Linked DNA regions of Mus musculus: region 1 is linked to region 2. The links are chromatin contacts, called in public promoter capture Hi-C maps. All regions are on one chromosome and are shown on one strand. The core of a region is the stretch at or near the end of the contact, and the rest is flanking DNA. Distances in the headings are between cores, read along the strand shown. Region 1 has its middle 42 kb from the start of Oscar. Region 2 holds the start of Cacng7 (calcium channel, voltage-dependent, gamma subunit 7).

Region 1 (4,295 bases), core at 997-3,496, 240 kb after region 2:
CTAATCATATACTAATTGGTGTTGTCCCCTGCCCTTTTGTTGTTTGGTTTGTTTCAATATTAATTTTATTTATTATTTGATAGTTCCATACATGTAAACAATATATCTTGAGCATCTCCAGCCCCATCTCTAAACTCCCACTTCTCTTAGACACTTCCGTTTTTGTTGGTTTTTTTGTTTTTTTGTTTGTTTGTTTGTTTTTGGAGACAGGGTTTCTCTGTATAGCCCTGGCTGTCCTGGAACTCACTTTGTAGACCAGGCTGGCCTCGAACTCAGAAATCCGCCTGCCTCTGCCTCCCAAGTGCTGGGATTAAAGGCGTGTGCCACCACCACCCGGCTTAGACACTTCCAATATAGCCTTCTCCCCACTCCTTGTTCTCTCTGAACTTTTTCATAAAGCCTTGTGCTCACTAGTTTTATGTCAACTTGACACAAGCTAGTCATCTGAGAGGAAGGAACCTCAGTTGAGAAAAATGCCTCTCTAAGACTGGACTGTGGGCCAGCCTGTGGGACGTTTTCTTAATTAGTGATTGATGGAGGAGTGTTCAGCCCACTGGGGGTGTAAGGGTCCATGATTTGCTAAAGAATGATACCCTAGACTCAAGTTGTATGCAAAAGTGAAGAGCTTTTGCTAAAGTCCAGCATGCTGGGGTCTGCCAAGATGGAGATGCCCAGGTTAGTTCCAAGGTCCAATTTAAAGTGGTTTGGGGGAATTCCAAGGATAAAGGTGACCTTTACTTCATTTGGTTGGCTCTATCTCCAGAGAAGCCCCAGAATGGTTGCTAGGGGGCTGGAAATTGTTGCCGACTCTGCCCTTGCCTCAGGCCAGGTGGTAGGGCAGCCTCTGATGGTGAGGCAGTTTCTGATTGGCTGCCTGAGGCCAGGTGGTGGGCAGCCTCTGATGGTGAGGCAGTTTCTGATTGGCTGCCTGAGGCCAGGTGGTGGGCAGCCTCTGATGGTGAGGCAGTTTCTGATTGGCTGCCTGAGGCCAGGTGGTGGGCAGCCTCTGATGGTGAGGCAGTTTCTGATTGGCTGCCTGAGGCCAGGTGGTGGGCAGCCTCTGATGGTGAGGCAGTTTCTGATTGGCTGCCTGAGGCCAGGTGGTGGGCAGCCTCTGATGGTGAGGCAGTTTCTGATTGGCTGCCTGAGGCCTAGGGTTTTTCCAATAACTGACTTGCCTGGATTTGTCTAGTTCTGGGAAACAAATGTTTAGGTCTAGTCTCCTGACCTACCAGATTGAAGACTGCCATGGAGTCAGCGTCTGAGTGATCCCATGGGTAGTGCCACCCACTGAGCTGTTGGTCCTGGGTTCTATAAGAAAGCGGGCTGAGGAAGTCATGAGGAGCAAGCCAGTAAGCTTCTCCTGCCTCCAGGTTCTGCCTGGTCTCAGTACTGCCTTGGCGCCCCTCAGTGAGCTATGACTCTAGAAATGTAAACCATATAAACTCTTTCCTCCTGGGGTGCTTTTGCTCTGGTATCGCATCACAACGGCAGTAACCCCAAGACACCCACTGAGTCCAGTCCGTGCTAATTGTTGGAATGTTGAGTAATCCTGCAGGCTTGATTTTGTCTAATAGCCACAGCTGCAATGAGTTCACGGCAATGTCACATCCTGAAGGTTGTACCATGCCCATCTGTCCTCAGACTCTGGCGTTCTATCTATCCTATCTGGTGTTCCTCAAGCCTTGGTTGGGGCGGGAGTGATATAAATGTCCCATCTAGGGTGCTCAATAGTCATTTATTCTCAGCATCTTTACATTCATCGCTGACTACTGTGGAGAAGTTTCCCTCGCACTATTGAGTATAGCTCTATTAAATATGAACATCAGAAAGGCAGTTTAATAATATGCCCATGGGATCCCTTTCTTACTTCAGCCTAGATTTGTTTGTTCGTTTGTTTTTCAAGACAGATTTTCTCTGTGTAGTCCTGGCTATCCTGAAACTGGCTCTGTATAGGCCAGGTTAGCCTGGAACTCAGAGATCTGTCTGTCTTCCTGAGCACTGAGGTTAAAGGCCTGTTCCACCACCAGCCAGTTTATAATAAATCTATTAACCCTCTCTCAACCTAGAAGAATACTGGAGCTTTTCTTTAAAAGTATATTGGTCAAGAGAAAATTTTAGGTTCTTCTCTGGGAGAAAGGAGACGAATGATTCACAATGAGACGAGGGGGACTGTAACTGACTGTATTCCAGACAGTACAAACCGGTCTCCCTTCCAACCCCAGCTTCAGAAGTGCAGCAACAGTGCCACCTCCCTGCAGGAGACAACAGGAACCTCAAAGGAAGAGATTCAGACTGTTATCAACCTTTGCTCCTATCCCCTGGAGGAACCAGCCGTCACCTAACACAATCCCAATCCAAGTTCCTGTAATGTGTGACACAAATTTTATGATTTTTTTTTTAACTGCAAATTGACAACCAGAGGATATCGTGATAATGGTCAGAAGTCTCTACTAAGAAAGTGAGAAGCGGGTGCTGGAGAGATGGCTCAGTGGTTAAGAGCACTGGCTGCTGTTGCAGAGGACCCAGATTCAGTCAACAGCCCCTACTGCTAACAGCCTCCATAACTCAGGTTCCGGGAATCAGAGGCTCTTTTCTGACCTTGGGCACAAGGCACACATGTGATGAACAGAAAGTGGGGACTGCAGTCATCAACTCACAGCAGCTATGGTTACCTACCCAAGACCAAGCCAGTCAAATCTCAAGAATGTATAGGGGAGGAGTTGAGGTCCTGCCTCTAACCATGGAACTATTTATTAGCAGTTTATAGTCGCTGGGGAAAAGGAGAATTGTTCTTTTTTATATTTTGTAAGATTTGTTTAGCCAGGCCTTGGTGGCAACGTGCCTTTTATCCCAACACTCAGGAGGCAAAGGCAGGTGGATATCTGTCAGTTCGAGGCTGGCCTGGTCTACAGAGTATGTTCCAGGATAGCTAGAACTACAGAGAAACCGTGTCTCAAAAAACAAAAAAACAAAACAGAAAAACAAAATGAAATGGCATTATTTTATTCTTGTGTATGAGTGTTTTGCCTTCATGTAGCTCATATGTGTGGCTGGTGCTCTGGGAGGTCAGAGGAGGGCTTTAGATCCCCTGTAACTGGAGTTGCAGATGATTGTAGGAGCAGAACCCTGGTCCTCTGCAAGAGCAACAAGTGCTCCACCACTGAGCCGTCTCTCCAGCCCTAGAGATTCATTCTTTTAGTGGGTATGGAGACTGGTAGATTGCTCATGCTTGCAGAAAGTTTTAATCCTCATCTGGGGTTTCTATTCCACCTTTGACCATTTAGTTCCTGGATAAAAGACGCACACCACCTTATATTTACAATAAGCCTTAATTGGCACTAGATCTGGGCAGTTATCTACCTTCTATGCTATTAAAATCTGGTTCCTATCGAAACCCTGAATTATTACTTACTCTGGTTCATCTGGGCCAGAGTAACTCCAATTTGCCAGCCTCAGGGCCATGCTTTCTTGACCCATGGTGTCTTTCCCTTTCTCCTCACCTTCTCCCCCTCATGGTTCTTCTCAGGCCCCTAGGCCCAGAAACCATAACCCCTGCCTATGTCTCTTCTGCCTAGCTATTAGCTGTTTGCATCTTTATTCACCAATCAGAAATAAGTTGGGGGCAAAGTCACATAGTGTCACTTGGGTCTATGTGTGGATTCTCTCGTCTCTGGGGCAACCAGGTCTTGAGGAGCCAGGATTAGGATTAGGATGCAAGCAGCATCAGGCCAAGCCAGTACAATGATTCAGTGAATGACCACATACCCATGGGCATATGGGCAGCACTAATTTGATATAGTGGGTATGGTGGTTTGAATATGTATGGTCTTGTCTTAGTCGGTGTTCTGTTGCTTGGAAGAAACATCGTTCCCAGTGCAACTCTTATAAAAGAAAGCATCTAACTGGGGCCTTGATTTCCATTTTAAAGGCGTAGTCCATTGTCATCAGGGCAGGAAGCATGTCAGCAAGCATGGCAGATGTGATGCTGGAAAAGTAGCTGAGATCTATACAGTGATCTGTAAGCAGCATGTAGGGAAAGAAAAACAGGGCCTGGCTTGGGCCTTTTGAAACTTCAAGGCCCATCTCCAATGACACACTTTTTCCCACAAGGCCTTACCTACCTCAACAAGGCCACATCTCCTAATCGTGATGACTAGGCATTCAAATCCATGAGTCTATGGGCGCCATTTTTACTCAAACCATCACAGGCCACAGGCCCTATAGGTTCATATTTGAATGCATAGCCACGAGAGAGTGGAACCTTTTGCAAGAATTAGAAGGCTTAGGAGGTG
Region 2 (4,050 bases), core at 450-2,949:
AGGGGGCGAAGTGGGTGCGGAGGTGGGCTGGCTGTACATAGAAACAAACATGGGGGGTGGTGGAGAGAAAATGCACAGACCTGTAAAATAAAAAGAGAAGACAACTTTTGCATGAGAGCGCCATGCAAACCGTTTTTTCTGAGAAGACCGATGTGACCACATTGGTAACATACTCAATGAATAACCCTTGACCAGTGTGTCAGCAAGTGATCGACCCTCCACCCAGTTACCACACACTCATATTCACCCAGAGCAAAGTGCAGATACAGACAACATACACCAGAATCTAGAGAAGTCCTGGTAAGAAATATGAAAAGCTAGCCTACTGTGGGGAGACAGACTTGTTCAGAAGGACCCCATGTTACAGAAGGTGAGAGAACCAGAACCTGGAAGCTTGGGAACCAGTTAGCAAGGCAGAAGACAGGCAGAAACGTCCTCCCGGCCTCTTTCTCCCCTGACCCACTTTGCAAGTACGTGTGGAGGAGAGCAGGGAGTGAAGGGGACCAATCAAGATAAGACTACGTTTCCCAGCAGACATCGCAGAAGACCCTGCCCCCCTCCCCAGGTGCTGTCCTCTGGCCGCCAGGGCTGATGGGGAATGTAGTCTCTGGATCGGGCAAGCCAGCAGAATGGTGCCCCTGTCAGTGTGTTTGGAGGGGACAGAACCTCAAAAGCTTAGCAGGTTCCTTTGAAGGCCTGGCATCTCTCCTCCGGATCTTCGAGTCTCACTCCAACTGGAGGCTGAGGTTACCCCTTTCTCTGGTATCACCTCTCCTGTACTCTTATCACGTTCCTGAAAGCCCCAGTCCAAGTTTCGACCCTCGGCGGGCAGCCTGCCCCTTTAAGAGTGGCCCCGCTGACATCACGGCGGGGGGGGGGGGTGCTGGCCCCGCTCCCAGCTCCGCGGCGGCTGCAGGACCCGGCTCTGCTCTGCGCCTGCCCGCCAGCTGCTCTAGGGACCCGGCCCGGGACGCCCCTTCCCGCCTTCTTCAGCTGCCCAGACCCCCAGGCTCCGCCCCTTGCCTGGCTACAGCCCCAGTCCTCGTCAGGGGGATATCCCATCCTGGCTTGCCCCTGCTGTCTCTCCTCAGAAAGTCAGTCTCTCTCTCTCTCTCTCTCTCTCTCTCTCTCTCTCTCTCTCTCTCGTCTATTTCTCTCTATTTTTCTATTTCCCCATCCCATCTCCTACAAGCTTAAGGTCCCTGGATTTCAGTTTCCTTTGGTCCAAGGCCTCTGAGCTCTCCTTGCCTGGATTTTGGGGCTCTCTGACCTCTCTACTCCCAGGGCCTCAAAATCTCTGAGCCGCTGGAGTGGTGGGGGTGGGGACACCTGAAACTACTCCATCTCTGTCTCCTCTTTTCTGTCTGTCTTTTCTAGTCTCAGGACGCGTGAGTTCCAGAAAATATTTCTCTCTCTCTCTCTTCTCTCTTCTCTCTCTCTCTTCTCTCTTCTCTCTTCTCTCTTCTCTCTTCTCTCTTCTCTCTTTTCTCTTCTCTCGCTCTCTCGCTCTCGCTCTCGCTCTTGCTCTCTCTCTCCTTCTTGGGCTCTCTGCCTCTGTTTCTATTCTCTCTCCCTCCCTGCCTGCCTCCCTGCCTTCCCCCCATCCTGAAGGCTCATCTCATTCCCTCGCTGCATCCTTCTCCCTCCCTTCCCGCCCCTCCCCTCCTCCGCATTAGCCAATGAGCGGCCGCTGGTCCCTGCTCCCGGCTGCGTCCGCTGAGTGAGGCCGCGGGCGAGGGGGGTGGGGGGTGGGAGGCCCGGAGGGGGCCGGGACGCCGGGCTCGGGGGCGGGGGCGGGGGGCGCGGGCACCGGAGACCCCGGTGGCGGCAGCGGCGGCCGGGGAAAACCGCGGGGCCGGTCATGCGGCTGCGGGGCCCGCGGCCCGGAGCGTCCGCCCAGCCCTGAGAGAGGTAAGAGCGAGGGGAGGGTCCGGTGAGGCAAGGGGGCTCCGAGCTAGACCACTCTCAGCCGGAATTGGGGCTCGGGGGAGGTTAGAGGGGCTCCAGGTATGGGATCCTGAGGATTTCAATGTTGAATTTGGGAAGGTTTTGGCGGATAGAGGAACATTTGGGCCTGGTGGATCCCGGAGGACCTGGGGTCCGAGGGTCCGAGAGTAAGAAAACAAACTCGGTGTTTGAGAGTTAAGAGACCGTCGCCACTGGGTAGGCTCTAGGCGGGGTCTTTGAGGAAGCGGATCACGACGAAGGAGGAGGGCCCAGGCCGGTAAGAGCAAGCCGTGAGTCTGGGAAAGGGTCCTAAATAAAGCGGAGAGTTACGGACTCCAAGGATATCGAAGGGAGATGGAGTTTGGACTTGGGCTTTGAGGAATGGCACTTGAGCCATTCAGATATCCAGATCGCGGAAACGCTGGCGTAAAGGATCAATCAGAAGGAGATTCCAGGCCTGGTGATGGTGGAGGTGGGGGTGTCCCAGAGGTGGAATGGCAGCAGAATAAAGAGCTGTGTGGGTCAGGTAGAAAGAAGATGAACTGGACGTGAGAAGGAATGGGATTAATGTAAGAAGTGAGGGGAATTGGAAAGGTCCAGCTCCCCAACTGCTAGTCTAGTAGGAGGAGCAGACCCGAAGGCTGAGGTCAGCTCCCCAGACCAAGACAGTCCGGTGATTGGGTAGATAATGCTTGTATGAGCTGAGTACTGAAAGCAGAGCAGGCAGCTGGCGGTCAAGCCCCAGAGCCACTTGAAGGGGGATGGGAAGAAAAGCTAGACAGCTCTGTTAAATCTAGATCTTTGGGTCCTCCACGAGGCTGGGGCTGAAAGTGAGGGGTTCTGGACCTAAGAACCCCAGGATGTAAGTGGTGACTCTGATTCTATGGTCTTTATTGGGATGGAGTAGAATCCAAAAGCTTACAGAATTCTGATGGAGCCAAGTAGAGTCTCATGTCTTAATTGCATATTGGGAAAATGTTTGGGGGAGGTGTCTCAAACTTTGTAATGAAAAAGATGGTGGGTGGGAGCTGGAGAGATAGTTTAGTTAAGAACACTTGCTGCTCTTCCAGAAGACTCGAGTTTGTTTCACAGCACCTGTCAGGTGATTCACAATTGTCTCTCAACACTAGCTCCAGAGGCCCCATCACCTCTGGCTTCTTCCAATGTATCCATCACCTCTAGACTCGGGTACATTCTCTTGAACATACCCCACATGTAGACACACACACCTACCCAGAGTTTGTTTTTTAAGGGGATGGGTATATCTCTGGTCATAGAGGACTCTGGCTGAGAGTAGCTTGGGGATACTCAGGTGAGTCCTGAGTGCACATTATTGCATTTTGTGTCAAGGAGAGATTTCTTGTAGGGGCGTGGTAGTGTAAGAATTATAGATAAAGAATTTGGAGGCTGTTGAGATGGCTTGGTTGGTAAAGGTGGTTGCTTCTGAGCCTGATGGATGACCCCAGATCCCTGGGACCCACATAGTCAGAAGAAAGTACCAACTCTCGAAAGTATCTCCACATGAGTGCCATGGAGACCACACACATGCACACACACATAAACACACAAACATGATAAATGCATGCATACATACAAAAAAAATTGAACCCTTTAGGACCTCCTTGTTAGAACTTTTAAGCTCCTAATTAGAACTTGGGAGGTCTCAGATATAAACCAACTGGGTATTTCTTGACTGGAGAATACAGAAAGGACTTAGATATTACCGACTGAAAAGTTCTACCATGGGATATCAGAGTCCAGAGTCTGGTAGAATTTGGAGGATGGAGATGGGGAATTCTTTTTTTTTTTTTTTTTTCTTTTCTTTTGGTTTTTCAAGACAGGGTTTCTCTGTATAGCCCTGGCTGTCCTGGAACTCACTTTGTAGACCAGGCTGGCCTCAAACTCAGAAATCTGCCTGCCTCTGCCTCCCGAGTGCTGGGATTAAAGGCGTGCACCACCACGCCCGGCTGAGATGGGGAATTTATGATTGGAAAGCCAGTTCAGAGTGCTGTTTTCTTGTTTACTGGGCAAGGGAGATTGGTTTTACTGGAGCTTTCTGATTGTGAATGCTGGGTTTGAGGGGCTCAGCTCAAGCTCTTGAAA

Evidence for each region. Promoter capture Hi-C pulls out the DNA fragments that hold promoters and counts their contacts.
Region 1: a promoter capture Hi-C map of hippocampal neurons shows a contact between it and region 2, with 5 times the contacts expected there. The contact joins the enhancer-like site here to the promoter of Cacng7 in region 2. A contact is called at or near these places in 5 of 39 promoter capture datasets (the 3T3-L1 cell line, the SN4741 cell line, hippocampal neurons and 1 more), 9 of 484 Hi-C or Micro-C datasets (the G1E-ER4 cell line, adipose-derived mesenchymal stem cells, bone marrow-derived macrophages and 5 more), 3 of 115 datasets of contacts at active chromatin or transcription factors (all in embryonic stem cells) and 1 of 9 other capture datasets (adipose tissue).

The regions. Positions count from the first base shown.
Region 1 is chr7:3,572,170-3,576,464 of GRCm38.p6, forward strand. No RefSeq gene overlaps it. Among named protein-coding and RNA genes, the nearest start is that of Oscar, 42 kb to the right of the region's middle. Within about 2 kb of position 2,247, at least 20 of the 459 cell types and tissues checked have an H3K27ac peak or open chromatin away from gene starts, as enhancers often do. A contact at or near this core is called in the G1E-ER4 cell line, hippocampal neurons and trophoblast stem cells, where this site is marked.
Region 2 is chr7:3,331,126-3,335,175 of GRCm38.p6, forward strand. It overlaps Cacng7 (calcium channel, voltage-dependent, gamma subunit 7), which reads left to right and starts at 1,700. Exons shown (of 6, transcript NM_133189.5): 1 at 1,700-1,911.